2 separate regions of the Mus musculus genome follow, and region 2 is linked to region 1. The links are chromatin contacts, called in public promoter capture Hi-C maps. All regions are on one chromosome and are shown on one strand. Each heading gives the region's core, a stretch centred on a gene start, on an enhancer-like site or on the middle of the called end of the contact. The rest is flanking DNA. Distances are from core to core; before and after follow the strand shown. Region 1 holds the start of Ubl5 (ubiquitin-like 5). Region 2 holds the start of Ecsit (ECSIT signalling integrator).

Region 1 (7,564 bases), core at 3,028-5,527:
ATCCTGTTTGGATCTCACTATGTCACCCATTGTGTTACATTTCTGACTGCTGTAACAAAATAGCCAGTAAAAGTAATTTTAGTACTTCACTACTTTTCAAACAAGCCAGAATAACTATAGCGAGTGAGGCCAGAGAGCTGTCCAGTGGTGAGGTTAAGCGTACACCTGCACATCCAGCATTTTCACGTGGGTTCAGGGAGCAAACTCAGGTCCTCCTGCTTGTAGGGCAAGCAGTCTGCCCATCTCTCCACTAAAACAAAAAAACATTCTTCGCCGGGCGTGGTGGTGCACGCCTTTAATCCCAGCACTCGGGAGGCAGAGGCAGACGGATTTCTGAGTTCCAGGACAGCCTGGTCTACAAAGTGAGTTCCAGGACAGCCAGGGCTACATAGAGAAACCCTGTCTCAAAAAACCAAAACCAAAACCAAACCATTCTTCACAAATTACCCATCCTCTAGTATTTGTCTAGGGCTACACGTAACAGACAGCCTTCCTTTCCATTTCCAAACTTGGGCCATACTATGGAGGGTAGATGAAATCCATGAGGCATCCACAGCTCCTGGCAATTCCTTAAAAGCAAAACTGAGACCTTTTCAATCTCAGCACTTGTAGTGGAGGCAGGAGTCACGGTCATTGTGGTACACAGCCAGTTCATAACCTGGTCTACACAGGACTTTCAAGACAAAAAATTTTCCAAGTGTTGAGATGCCAGGTGTGCATCACCAACCAGGCCCAGCTTCCAGTCAATCTTCCCCTCAAGTAGCAGTACCCCCTAACTACTAGACAGCAGCTCTGCCCTCACACACAACTCTCACACAAGTATGACAGCAGCAAAGCAGCAGCCAAGTTTTTATTCATGTGAACTGTTAAAAATGACCATCTACACCAGTGTCAGATGAGGATGGGAGAGGAGGGCAGGGCAGAGCAGGGCGAGGAGGAGAAGGAATCCCCCTCTACTGGTAATAAAGCTCCAGGTTCATCCCATCGTGGATTTCATCTGAAGGACACGTGTTAAGGAACTTTGACGGAGAGATGACTACCTTCCATCTGCTCACAGCTGGATCCTGTAGCTCAACATCCACCCTGGATAAAGGAATGGACGCTCTGATCTAAGAACTCAAACTATAAATAATATTCAGTGGAGCTTAAGACTGCCGAAAAGGCAAAGTTGTTTGTTTGTCCTCAAGTGCCCTCCACCCCATCACACACACACACACACACACACACACACAACAATACATTTTCTTAAATGCTCATCCTCAGGTTGGCGATAGCTCAGCAGGTGAAGAGTACTTGGGACTGTTCTTCCAGAGACCTGGCTTTATGTCCCAGGACTCACGTGGTGGCTCCAGGGAATTGGAAGCTTTCTCCTGGTCTCTGTCAGCAGCAGGCATGCATGTGGTGCACACATAACTGCAGACAAAAGATCCAGACCCTCCCTCCTCAAATTAAAAAAATATATATATATTGTCCTCAACTACAGTCATATGCCACCTTCACCTTCTGTCCAACAGTCAGGTTGGCGTTAAGTAATTAATATTTTGAACTTGAATATCAAAATCCTTCCAAGCCAAGTTAAACTATTTCACCAACCACCCTGTTCACCAACAAAATAATTCCACAGTTTCCATTTTCTCAGTAGTCACAACAGGGTACATTCTAAGTTAAATATTCCTCTTGCTTAATTTCTGTACAGGTTTCAGTATAGAACCAGAACTCGAGATAAATACATGGCTTCTTGCCGGGCGTGGTGGCGCACGCCTTTAATCCCAGCACTTGGGAGGCAGAGGCAGGCAGATTTCTGAGTTCTAGGCCAGCCTGGTCTACAAAGTGAGTTCCAGGACAGCCAGGGCTATACAGAGAAAGCCTGTCTCGAAAAACCAATAAATAAATAAATAAATAAATAAATAAATAAATACATGGCTTCTTTCATGAACTTCAGGAAAAGGATACAATCTCCCAGAGACACGTGGTCCTTAAAAATCGTGTACCTAAGGGATTCAGAGAGAAGCTGATAAGGGGTGGGGTGTCTTTTGTTCTGAAAACAAGCTGCGTACTCTTCGGGGTTGCCTGAGGTGCTCACCCCAACCGAAACCTTCTAGCCTAATACTGCACTTACTTACCACTTTTTAAGAACGATCTTGTTCCAGCGGGTGCCAGTTTGAGCAGCTATCAGTTTCTTCAAGTCGCCGATGGTGTCATCGGTGCTGGGCACGAAGGAGTTAAGGTAAATGAAAGGAAGAGGTAGACCGAGGAAGACGTAATCAGGCCTCCCCATAAGCGTCATTTAACTGAAACCATCCAACACCACCATCTGCCCCAGAGCCACTGCCAGTCACCCCTCGGTGGATACTTGCACTTAACGCGGACTTTCTTTCCGAGACGGTCGTTGCAAACCACCTCAATCATTGTGGCTGGAGCTACACCAGGTGGAGGGAGGGATGAAAAGCAACAGAGTCAGGCCTTTCGGGGTCGCCCAGGTTCCTAAAGCCCCTTCCTAGGTTGAGCTCTCTGGTCACAGTTCCCCTAACACCAGATGCAATCCCCTGCAGCCCCAGTCTACAGTTTCAATTGCCCGGACTACAGACAGTCGCGACTCCGCCCCTTAACTGCGGCAGTCCGGGCCCCAGACTCACCCGGCTTTGCCTCCCGCAACCCCTAGGTTCCCAAGTCTTGGCAGCTTCCCGTGATCTCGGGCCTCTCATTTTAGCCTTCTCACCTCCAATATCCTCGAACCTATCGACGACACAACTCGTAGCTCGAGCGAGGAACCCCGGCCGGAGTTAAGCCTGCAAACAGGAAGCGGAAGTGATATAACGGAACCACCGGCCCTTAGGTGCTTCCGGGTTCCGGGCTAGGATTTGCGATTCTGTTGCGCAGTGTGGATGAGCTGGGACTTGCTAAGAATGGATTTACAGCGGACGTTGGAACTGGTGTTGGAGATTCCTTCATCATGGAAGAAACCTAAAGGATCTCAGCGGCGGGGTGCTCGACTACTCCCAAGCCAGACAATCCTCCTACCGCGGAATCCCGGCTGCAGGTGTGCCGAAATGGAGTCATGCAGGGCCTGTGGCTTTCTGCTTTCATTCAAAGCTCAGCCTCAAACCCTGTGCTTGCTTCCCCGCCCCTGGTCGTAGTGACCGTTTCAGAGACTCCAGGGGTGCAGGCTGCAGTTGATGAAAACTAAGTCGGATCCTGGTTGAGAGGCCATGCATGTTGCGTACCACTCCGCGTGTCCGTGTCCTGCCTGCGAAGATGTTGGAAATAGCATACGGGGAAAGAGCTTTTGCTTTGATTCTTTAATCTTGTTCCAGATTAAAGAATCGCGAGAGCTGGTGGGAGAGGAATCCCTTCTTAAATTCAACCAGTTTTGCCTCTATTGAGCGATTTCTTCTTAGCAGACAGGATTCTTAGCAAGGTAAGCATATATTGACTCAAGAAAAAGAAAAGTCTTACCCAGCGCCTTGTGCTTACCTAATACGACTTATACAAAATTTAATCCTTATGCGTAGGCAGCAAAAGGCATTATTCTTGCTTTCTATTGCGGCTGTGGCCACGCCTCCCTGGCTTGGCCGTCCTGCTGGCCCCTCACTCCCATCCCAGTCACACCTTTCAGTTTCGAATGAAGTCCTGTTCTGTGTCTTTAGTGCTTAGATATGTTCCAGTCTCCCCAATGCCTCGTTTCCGTCCTGAAAAGACTTCTCAGGCTTTACCGGATTCGTTTCCGTCTCGAAAAAAAACTTCTCAGGCTTTAAGTCTCTTGGCATACATACAAGAAAAGTGGTGGGGTTTGTTTTTCTTGTTTTGTTTTGGTATTTGTTTTAGTGTTGGAGGTCGAACCTAGGGCCTGCTAAGCATGCTTACCAGCCAAAGGCTCTCCCACTGAGCTGCACACCCAGTTCCTGGTTTAGCTCTTGTTTCTGTCTCCAGCGATGCTTTTAGGGCCCCCGTCGCTGCTCTTATCCATTCTTCCAGTCATAAGTCTCCCAGCCTGTCCCTTTGTCGCCCAGCCATTCCAAACTTGATTCCATCCCCTATATCGGACCTTGTTCCGCCTAAGCTAGGTTTTACAAGTTTAGTCTTCAGGCGCAATTAGGATCCCTAGTCCTTGAGCCCCTTCCCACACAAGTCATGGTTTCTGGGTTTGTTGCTCTGTTAACTTTTCCCTGCTCAAGTCATGCCTCCTGGGTATACATACGGTCTGGTCGCAGGCTGATCTCTGCCTTGGCAGTAACCCTAAGCCTTTTCCAGCACAAGCCAAACCTCCGCACGCCACTAGTCGCTTAGCTCTAGACGCGCCCCTTGTCTCTTCCTACTGAAGCCACGCCTTCCCATTGTTGTGGACGGCCTCCAATCAGCTCCTCTGCCGCTGGCCACACCCTTCCACTCGGCGGCGCTTTTTCAAATGCTAGTACTTTGGCCTTGTTTGCAACGCCTGCTGCCCTTCGTCTCTGTCTTTTATCCTCTCTCCCAGAGTCCCACTTTGGGAGTTTGCTGCTTTTCCTCTGACTGGCCTCCAGGCCCCCGGGCCCCCGGGCCCCCGGGCCTCCTGGCCCCTGGGCCCCTTGGCCACGCCTCAGGACCACTCCCCGCCCGTCGGAGCCACGCTTTCTAGGCGTGTTGCTTTCTTCATCCCAGCTTGCGTGGGGTCTACCTGCCTCTGCTCGCCACGTCTCCCGGCTATGACTACGCCCTGAGCCCCCTCCTCGCCAGAGTCACGCCTTCTGGGTTGTCTGCTGACCCCATTTGGGTTTGCTGCTTATACTTAGCTCCACCTCATGGCCACGCCCCCGAGGCATTCTTCACCTTCAGCCTTCTGGATTTGCTGTTAGCCTTCCTCTTGGCCCTGGCCACGCCTCGTGCCCCCTCCTCCACCAAGCCACATCCAGGTTTTCCTAGAGTCACGCCTTCTGGGTTGTCTGCGGACCCCTTTTGGGTTTGCTGCTTATACTTAGCTCCACCTTATGGCCACGCCCCCGAGGCACTCGTCACCTCCAGCCTTCTGGGTTTGCTGTTCGTCTTCCTCTTGGCCCTGGCCACGCCTCGTGCCCCCTCCTCTCCCAAGCCACATCCAGGTTTTCCTATTTCCAGTTCCATCCGCTAGCCAAGCCAGTCAGGCCTAGTCAGTCTCTAGTCTTGACCTCTAAACGGTCGTCAGCCCGCGCCTGTCCAGTCCCGGGGCCTCGGGCACTTTCCTAGAAAAGTAGGGATTCTCGGCGGGCCTCTGAAAGTCGCGCCGGTTTGGCCAGTCCGACCACCCCAGCGCTGTCCAGGGAACGCGGCCTCGCCGCCACCGGAAACGGAAGCGTGCGACAGCTGGACCATGGCGACTCTGTTTGACCTCCCAGACTTGGTGCTCTTGGAGATCTTCTCTTACCTCCCTGTCCGGGACCGGATCCGCATCTCCAGGTGCCGCCCCGCTCCTCGGGGGAAAGAGCCGGGCATGGGCTCGGCAGGAGATGCGGATCCGGTCCTAGCGGGCCGGGGTCGTTCTAACGGCCGGTCCACTCCTCCAGGGTCTGTCACCGCTGGAAGAGGCTAGTGGATGACCGGTGGCTATGGCGACACGTCGACCTGACGCTCTACACGGTATGCGGGACCCGGGAGCGGTGCGGGGAGAGCCACCCCCTGCCCTGGGACATGGGGGTGGGGGTTGCTTTATTTTGCTTTCTAGTGTTTGTTTGCTGTTTGTTTTATTTATTTATTTTTGATAGTTTCTTGAGGCTTTTATTTTTCTGGATTTTCGTTGGTGTTGCTTCTTGGGGGGCTGAGGGGGTTGTTTTGAGACAGGGCCTCTAGGCCAGGCTGACTTCAGCTTCCTATGAAGCCGAGGCTGAGCTTGATACCTACCTCGACCTTCTAAATATTGGGATTAGCAGCGTGGGCCCCATGTGTGGTTCCTGTGCTACTGGGAATGCAATTTAGGTTTCTTGAATGCTAGGAAGGAACACCTCTGAGTCACGTACTGGTTTCCAACTAACCACCCCCTGCAACAACCTCCTGAGTGCTGAAGTTACAGCTGTAGGAGAAGGCCCAGGAAGTGTTTGGGTTTTGTTTGTTTGTTTGTTTGTTTGTTTTCTCGAGGAAAAATTTCTCTGTAGCCCTGGCTGACCTGGAATTCTGCTTCTCCAGTGCTGGGACTAAGGGTATGCACCACCATACTCTGCTGGTTTGGTATTTAAGTGAGTTCGTGCTTGGAATTTTTCTGCCTGTCCTAGTGCCAGCCTTTACCTCCCCTTCAATGCTCAGACCTCAGTTTCTCATCTAAGATATGGGGATTAAAAATAATGCTTGTAGGCCAGGCAGTGGTGGCGCAGGCCTTTAATCCCATCCCTTGGGAGGCAGAGGCAGGCAGATTTCTGAGTTCGAGGCCAGCCTGGTCTACAGAGTGAGTTCCAGGACAGCCAGGGCTACACAGAGAAACCCTGTCTGGAAAAACAAAAAAAAGTACCTTCATGTTTCATGTCTGATGTATTGTAGAACTTAGCCAGTATGGCCAGTGTGTGTCTCCAGCATTTAATAAATGCAAGCTTATAGCTTTTCAGTTTTCTAGTTTTGTTGTTTTGGTTTTGAGGTGGGTCTCATGTATCCCAAAATTAGCTTCTAGCTGGCTGTGTAGCCAAGGATGGCAGAAGGTTCTGCTCCTTTTGGTCTTTTCCTCTTGAGTGCTGGGATCACAGGTATGTGCTATCACATAGTTGATGTGGTGCTGAGAACAAAATCCACGTTTGCGTTTGCCAGGCAAGTGCTTCATTAATACAGCCACACCCCCAACCTCTGTTTTTTGGTGTTTTGAGACAGCATCTGTCAATACAAAAATATAACTGTTACCTCAGAATGGAGACGAATTTACTCTGGAGCCAGATATGAGTGACCATGTACAGAGAATACAGTTAGGCTTTCTCAAATATGTGTTTAAATGTAACAGTTCCATGAAAAAATTTTACTACTACCACTACTACTACTACTACTGTTTAAATGTAACAGTTCCATGAAAAAATTTTACTACTACTACTACTTCTTCTCCTCTTCCTCCTCCTCCTCCTCTTCCTCCTCCTCCTCCTCCTCCTCCTCTTCCTCCTCCTCCTCCTCCTCCTCCTCCTCCTCCTCCTCCTTCTTCTTCTTCTTCTTCTTCTTCTTACTATTATTATTGAGACAGGGTTTCTCTGTGTAGCCCTGGCTGTCCTGGAGCTCAATCTGTAGACCAGGCTGGCCTTGAACTCAAGAGTTCTGCCTGTGTCCGCCTTCAAGTGCTGGGACTAATGGAGTGTTTGTACTAACTCCATCCAGCGAAAGTAATAGAATAGAGAAAGTCATAAATTAAGACACTTTTCAAAAGAGCTAGCCATTTCTCTAGCAACTATACAGAATATGTTTAAAAGAGATTTATTTTCTCTGTCAAAAAGTGGTCAAAAATTTTTGTACCATGAGACTGGGTCTAGTACAGGCTTGTTACTACAGAGGTTGAGGGTGGAAGATCATAACTTCAAGTCCAGCCTGGGCAATTTAGCTAGGCTCTACCTTGAAATACAAATCCAGAAAAGGCCCAGAACTGTGACTCTGT
Region 2 (7,564 bases), core at 1,627-4,126, 1.4 Mb before region 1:
CCCAATCAGCCCTCAGTGGCATCACCTCGTAAGTCACACCTGGGTTAAAGTCTGTCCTTTTTGTGGAGTCAGGGTCTCATCTAGCCCAGGCTCCACCATGTCCAGGCTGAGTGTGAACTGCTGATTCTCCCACCGCCACCTCTCCAGTTCTAGGATGCCAGGCGCGTGCTGGGCTTGCTCACTTTCCTTTCCCATCTTCTTCCTTTTCTTAGCTACAGATCCAGTTTGAGGCTAACCTGGACTACATAATAATAGTAATCCTAAAAATAGCTAGTGTAGTGGTTATTCCTGGTTGTCCACTTGACTATATCTGGAATGAACTACAATCTAGAATCGGAAGGCTCTCCTGTGATCCTAATCTGGAGGCTGGGAGTTAAAAGTTTCTGACCTGGATCTTGGCAGGGAGATCTTGAAGCATAGTGGCTATGAATTCCAGAAGATTAAGACAGGGGATCTCTGAGTTCAAGGTCATGTGTGCATGTGTGTGTGTGTGTGTGTGTGTGTGTGTGTGTGTGTGTGTGTGATGGCACACACCTTTAATCTGGGCTACATCTTCTGCTGGAGACCTACTTAAGGACATTGGAAGAAGGAAGATTTACTCTCTATCTTCTTTGCCTGCTTGCCTTGTGGGACTGAGCAACTGCTAGATCCTTGGACTTCCATTTACAGCTGCTGCAGACCATTGTTGGGAGTTGGACTGCAGACTGTAAGTCATCAACAAATTCCTTTACTATACAGAGACTACCCATACATAAGTTCTGAGACTCTAGAGAACCCTGACTAATACAGCTAGTATCCTAATAACCTAAAAATAGTTAATGTAGTGGCCAAGCACAGTGGCACAAGATGCTTATCTATGGCCAAGTCTAGAGCAGCACTTCCTGCAGCAGCACACACTACACTGCAGATCTCCATGAAATCAAGGCCTGTGGGAACACAGTCCAAGGATGGAGTTGTGTGAGAATTCTGGGTGCTCTTAAGAAAACCAGACATGACTCTTGTGACTTCAGTTTTTTCACAACACAGAACTGTTCTTGGATGTGCTTCTGTGCTACTCCCCCAGGGGGTAGTGAACAGCAGTACATTTGCTTCAGCTGTTGTTATTCATGTTACCTCTATGGGAAAACATGTTTTTGCCACGTGTGCCCTTACAATTGAACACCTTACCCATGCGATGCTTCTTAATGCCCAGAGTATAACTTGCCTGATGTGCTGTAGCATGAGACTTTAGTCAGCCTCATTTTGAGGCTCCACTCTCCCAGGTTTACACTGCCAACTAGAGCCATAAACAAAGGCTAGCTAGGTCTATATAAAGAGGTCCAGGTCAGCCAGGCCAAGCAGCACAGTAAGACCCTGTCTAGACGAAAGAAAAGGACTGGGGCTACACCTCAGTTGGTAGAGAACCTGCCTACAATGTAAGAGGCTCTGGACTGTATCCCTGGCACTACAGAGACAATGCATGGTGGTACAGGCTCGTAATCCCAGGACAAGAGAGGCAGGAAGATCAGATCAAAATCAAATTCAGCTACACACAAGCTCAAAGCTAGTCTGGGCTACACAAGACCTTGTTTTAAAAATAATTACTGCCGGGCGGTGATGGCACACGCCTTTAATCCCAGTACTTGGGAGGCAGAGGCAGGCGGATTTCTGAGTTCGAGGCCACCCTGGTCTACAAAGTGAGTTCCAGGACAGCCAGCAGGGCTATACAGAGAAACCCTGTCTCGAAAAAACAAACAAACAAAATAAATAAATAAATAAATAAATAAATAAAAATAATTACTTATGGGGTTGACAGGTCAGCTCTGTGGGTAAAGTGCTGCCAAGTCTGATGGCCCAAGTTCAATCCCTGGGACTCAAAGGATAGATTCTAGTAAATTATCACCACATGTGCCACCCAAAATACAACAATGTTTAAAAATGCACTTAAAACAATAAAAGCCTATATTCAATCATTTTATACATGTATAAAATCCCTCTCCTCTATACATGCGTACAATTCCCCGGCGATCCAGTCATCTAGACATGCACTCCATAGGCCTCGCAGCCCTCAGTGTGGGTGGGCTAAAGAGTCAATCTAGACTCCCTGTTGGGGAGGGAGAGAGGGGGGTCAGGAATGCATGTCCTTTTTCACAGTAGCCCTTGTTGTACTTATATGGCCATTTCACATAGATGAATTCAAACTTCAAACATTTTTATTAAAGGGCGTTAAAAGTGCTCGCAGCCAAGCCTGATGACCCAGGTTTCATCCCCAGTACCCACATGGAAAGAACATCCCCCAAGCTGCCCTCTGACTCCCACACGAACATGCTCACATAGACTTACACACATAACACACAGTAAAAATAAACACAGCTTGACATTCTGTTAAAGCTGTTGGCAGTGTTGCCCAGCTGAGGTTCCAGCTATTCGGGAGGCTGAACCCCGAGGATCTCTTGAATCCAGGGTTTTGAGAACAGGCTGAGCACCACTGCAAGACCCTGACTCAAACAACTCAACCAACCAAACTGAAAAAACCTCTTTAGTAAAAAAATGCATTCCGGGACTGGGGCTGCGGCTTAGTTGACAGCAGTAGAGTGCTTGCTTAGCACGCAAGCCGCCCTGGGCTCCGAACCGGATGTGGTGCTTCCAGTCCGTAACAATAATAATAATTTACCACACCGCGGAGAAAGTTGGACCGGACGGACGCCGGGGAACCCGCTCCAGCGCCTCCGTACTGGTATCCAAAGTCTCCAGGCTTCTGGAGCTCAGTGAGGGGCAGGGCCTGCTCCTGAGGAGAAACCAGCGTCTCCCCCCTTCCTATTGGTGGATCTCTTCCTGAGGGCGGGACCTATCGTCACAGGCTCTTCTGATTTGCTGTCACCTTCGACTCGTAACCGGAAGCTCCGTGGCTCAACATGACAGCGTCCAGCGGTCCCACAGAGCCGGCTCGGGTCTGCGGCTGGCCACGTGAGTAGGTGGGTCGCGCGTGGGAGGTTTATGGGACTGTCTGGGATTCGGGGCGTCCACTTCCAGGCCTGGTAGAGCCGGGGAGGATGACCTTCAACTCGGCCTCAGAGTCGGGACACTGTGACCTTTTGGGGTGCAGGCTTGGGAACGTGCCTGGAAAGGTTGCTGGGCACCTCTTGCTGCAGGCGGTCCGTTTCACAGATGGGACCGCGGACTTGGGCCACACATCTTGTCTGTGACGCAGGCATTGGAACCTTCCAATGAGACCTCTTAGAGACCCGGAATCGTGCCAGCCCACACGCATACACACACGCGACCTGGCTGTTCAGATTTCTCTCTGTTTTGTAGAAACTTGCTTAGTTCCACTCCGTTGGTCGGTGTTGGGCAGTTACCATGTACCATGCACTGGCCCAGCTAGTGGAGACACAACCAGATTTTAAACAGAAATCAGATGAGAAAAACAGATTTTAAAAAGTATTTCCTAATTGAGCAAACCACAAACATAACAGATAATTCAAAACAGTGATTGTTGCAAGCAATGTGTTTTTCCCTGCGACAAGATTCTTTATGTACCCCAAGTTGGCCTTGAATTCATCATGAACATCCTCCTGCTCCAGCCTTCTGAGTGCTGGATTACAGGCATATACCAAGACAGTAAGTAGTAGGCAGAGGGTAAAAGAATCGTGGTGGTACACGCCTTTAATCCCAGCACTCGGGAGGCAGAGGCAGGCGGATTTCTGAGTTCGAGGCCAGCCTGGTCTACAGAGTGAGTTCCAGGACAGCCAGAGAAACCCTGTCTCAAAAACCAAAAAAAAAAAAAAAAAAAAAAAAGTTCAAAGCCCGTGCCTGAGGTGCATCAGACCAAAACAGTGTGGCTGGAGTTATGAGAGAGAGGGGAGGTACAGCAGGTGGACTCCATCCGATGTGTATTTACTTTGAAGTTTTTATTTTAGCCATGGTATGGAGGTGGGGCACATGTGCACTGGTGCATGGTGGAGGTCAGAGGACAGCTCTGGAGTTTTATCCATACACCTTATGTTGGTTCCAGGGTTTAAACTCAGGTCATTAGGTTTGCTTTGTTTGTTCCAACAGCAAGTTCCTTTCTCAGCTAAATTTCCTCTCCCCACTCTTATTTATTTAAATTTTAGACAGGACCTTACTGTAGCTCAGACTGACATGGGACTTACTAATTATCACCAGCTGGTTTGATTCTGGAGGCCATCTTCCTGCCTATGTAGTCCTGGCTGGTCTGGAACTTGCTATGCCTATATAGATCGTCTCACCTCAAACTCAGAGGTCTGCCAGCCGGGGTCTCCCAAGTGCTGAGATTACAGGTATGTGCTATCCCACCCAGCAATCTTATGTGTTCATATGTGGGTACAGGGATGTATGTTAGTATGTGTTCACGTGTACAAAGGACAAATGTCAACCTTGGATGTTGTCCCTCAGGAGCTGTCCACCGTGTGCTCTGAGACAGATCTTTCAGTGGGACATGTAGCTCACTGACTAGGCTGGCTAGCAGCGAGCTCGGGGACCTGCCCTTTTTTGCTTCCTCCGACTGCTCAGATTGCAAGCCGCTTTGTATGTAGGGCTCAAGCCCTGGTCCTCATACTTTCAGGGCAAGCATTTTTACCAATGGAGCCACATTTCAAGCTCACCTAGCTCCTGTTGTTAAAAGCTTTCCTTTGCAATGGAAGGAAGTAACTGGGAGGGCAGAAGAGAGAGGGCAAAAACGTATGCAGGAGAGTAGACCACGGACTGCTGTGGTGACCTGCAAGAGGGATAGATTTGGAAGCCATCTTCAGAACTCGGATGGATTGAATAGGGACACAGTGAATGCTGGATGGTTCCTACGTTGTGGCTGGAGTAAGCACTGGTGCTACTGGCTACCTCCAGAGAAGCACTGTAAACAAAAGTGCTGTCAGTTGGTGTTCCCTGAATGGAGTTTGGGGTGGCTGCTTTGTACCAGAGTTGTGCTTCTGTAGGAGGCAAACGCATCAGGGAACCATGAGCATGAATACTCACGACACTGATACAAGTTGGAGCCACCTATGGGCATTACAATGCAGATTCTCATGCAGTTAGAGCCAATATTTTACAGGTCCTGGAACACAATTTGCAAAGCAAGGTTTTAGATTCTTTTCATCTAACTATACCAAGCAAGTACATACCATGAGCCACACCCTCAGCCTCTAACTGGGGCATTCTAGGCAGGGGCTCTACTACTGAGCCACACTCCTAGCCCCCTAGCAGAGGCTCACGGGGGCCAGCAGCTCACTGGAGGAGTCTAGGCCAGGTCTGTATTACCGAGTCACAGCCTGAGTCCGGTCCAATTGCATATCCTCAGACCAGCAGCTGTTGCTATCACCTGAAAGTTGCAGAAGGGCGGACATATTTCCACTAAGCCTGAATCTGCAGGCTTTGTGCTCCCAGGGCATTTGTCTGCATCCTCAGCTTTGCAGACACTGTGGACACTGAAAGCCATCTCATGATTGGCTGAGAAATAGGCATGGATGCTAGGAAGAAACCCAAGATGTTAACAAGGGCTGAGGGGAAGGGGACTTCACTATCTAATACTTGGGAGAAAGTTGACATCTTGAAGTCATTGGCTTCCTCAAAGAGTTGCGCACACCAACTCACTGGACAGGCATTACTAGGGCAGCCATCAGGTTGCTGAGGAAGGAGCCAGTGCGTAGACATGGCTAAGGTGTAGCTTTAATGATAAGAAAGCAGGGAGCTGAGCGGAGATTTTGGGCCAAAATGGGAGACACTAGAAAAGGGGTTGTTGTTTTTTTCCTTAAATAAGTTCTCATATGTAAGAACTTGGCACTCACAAAGGTCTGGCTGTCTTTACATCCTGAATGCTGGGATTAAAGGTGTGTGTTACCATGTCTGGCTCAACTAGAGAAAGTTGTTTGTTTGTTTGTTTGTTTTCACTTATTTACTCTGCGTCTGTGTGCCCGTGCCTGTCATGCCACTGGAGGAGTGGAGGTCAGAGGACGACTTGTGGGGTCGGTTCTCCCCTTCCACCCTGGATTGATTGCAGGGATGGAATTCTGGTTGTCAGGATGGCAGCAACTGCCTTTATCTGCAAAGCCATTGTGTCATCCCAAAGGTGTTTTGTTGTGTTGTTTTCTTTTCCTGTATTTTTTTTTTTTGTTGTTGTTGTTTTTCAAGACAGGGTTTCTCTGTGTTCCCTTGGCTGTCCTGGAACTCACTCTGTAGACCAGGCTGGCCTTGAACTCAGAAATCCGCCTGCCTCTGCCTCCCAAGTGCTGGGATTAAAGGCATGCACCACCCCTGCCCAGCTCTTTTCCTGTTTTTGAGACAGGTTTGCATGTAGTCCAGGCTGGCTTCATACTTTTCATATTGCTGTGTATCTAAGGCTGACCCAAGGCTTCCACCCCAGTGCTGGGATTTACAGGTGTATGCCACAGCACCCACTTCTGCAAAGTTTTAGTGGTGGCAAGAACGATCCAAACTCTTCCTAACATGTTCTCTGTGGCCTAGATACCCCAATACCAAAACCAAACAGGTATACCAAGAAAACTGTACACATCTCTTAAGCTCTCTCCTTTCTTACGCTCATCTCTAGCCCTCCTTCTCTCCCACTCTTCTCCCTCTCTCCACGTGGCCATGGCCAGCCCCTCTCTTTCTTTAACCATCTCTCTTTCTCTCTGCCCTTCTACAATAAAGCTCTAAAACCATAAAAAAGAAAGAAAGAAAGAAAGAAAGAAAGAAAGAAAGAAAGAAAGAAAGAGAGAAAACTGCACACTAGTGCCTCTTGAATATGACTATAAAATTCTCTCGCAATGGGCTTGCAAACATGCAAAAAGAATTCTACATCATCCTAAGAGAATTTATCTTCAAAATGCAAGGTTAGTTTAATATCTGAACATTTATGTATATATCAATAGAAAAAAAACCCTAAAACTACATGATTATTTCAGGCAATGCAGAAAAATATTTGAGAAAATCCAACACTTGCTCTATTTATTTGTTAGAAACAACATCTCTCTGTGTAGAACACACTGGCTGCGCTGTCCCTGCAAGTGTCATACCCAGCACTGAGTCCAGATAAGGTTAAGAAGGAAACTTGGAGCCGGGCAGTGGTGGTGCACGCCTTTAATCCCAGTACTTGGGAGGCAGAGGCAGGTGGATTTCTGAGTTCAAGGCCAGCCTGGTCTACAGAGTGAGTTCCAGGATAGCCAGGGCTACTCAGAGAAACCCTGTCTTGGAAAAAACAAACAAACAAAGAAGGAAACTTGGGTCAGCAGAACTTAGCTGGTCCTGGTTCCAAACTTCTGGAGTCTAATGCTGAGTGACTTATTTCTTGCACATTTAAGCAGTAAAAGTTTGGGGATAAGTGTACACGAGACAGTTATCACAACAAAGCTTTAGGCATGGCTGCATTGAAAATCCCTAGCAAAGCACCTGCCCCACAAGAGTGGCTTTTGTTGGCTGAGAACAGTGATCAGGACAAGGGCCCATGGAAGAATAAGCAGAATAGCAATCTCTTTTGCAGAATACAAGGGCCCTCTTTCCTGAAAATGGGCTCTACTGACTGAGACAAAGCTCTCAGGATCCTGGGGTGCTGTGGGGCTGGCTTTATAGAGGA

The links. Promoter capture Hi-C pulls out the DNA fragments that hold promoters and counts their contacts.
Region 2: a contact with region 1 is called in a promoter capture Hi-C map of liver, with 4 times the contacts expected there. The contact joins the promoter of Ecsit here to the promoter of Ubl5 in region 1. A contact is called at or near these places in 1 of 39 promoter capture datasets (liver), 1 of 484 Hi-C or Micro-C datasets (B cells) and 2 of 9 other capture datasets (adipose tissue and liver).

The regions. Positions count from the first base shown.
Region 1 is chr9:20,640,049-20,647,612 of GRCm38.p6, reverse strand. Ubl5 (ubiquitin-like 5) reads right to left here and starts at 4,277. Exons shown (of 5, transcript NM_025401.4): 1 at 2,720-4,277; 2 at 2,354-2,420; 3 at 2,124-2,207; 4 at 1,954-1,991; 5 at 821-997. The coding sequence starts at 2,409. The coding sequence ends at 954. Fbxl12 (F-box and leucine-rich repeat protein 12) reads left to right here and starts at 4,807. Exons shown (of 3, transcript NM_013911.3): 1 at 4,807-5,409; 2 at 5,517-5,589. The coding sequence starts at 5,324.
Region 2 is chr9:22,080,739-22,088,302 of GRCm38.p6, reverse strand. Ecsit (ECSIT signalling integrator) reads left to right here and starts at 2,876. Exons shown (of 9, transcript NM_001253897.1): 1 at 2,876-2,946; 2 at 4,095-4,280. Gm16845 (predicted gene, 16845) reads right to left here. Exons shown (of 3, transcript NR_040407.1): 3 at 2,172-3,360.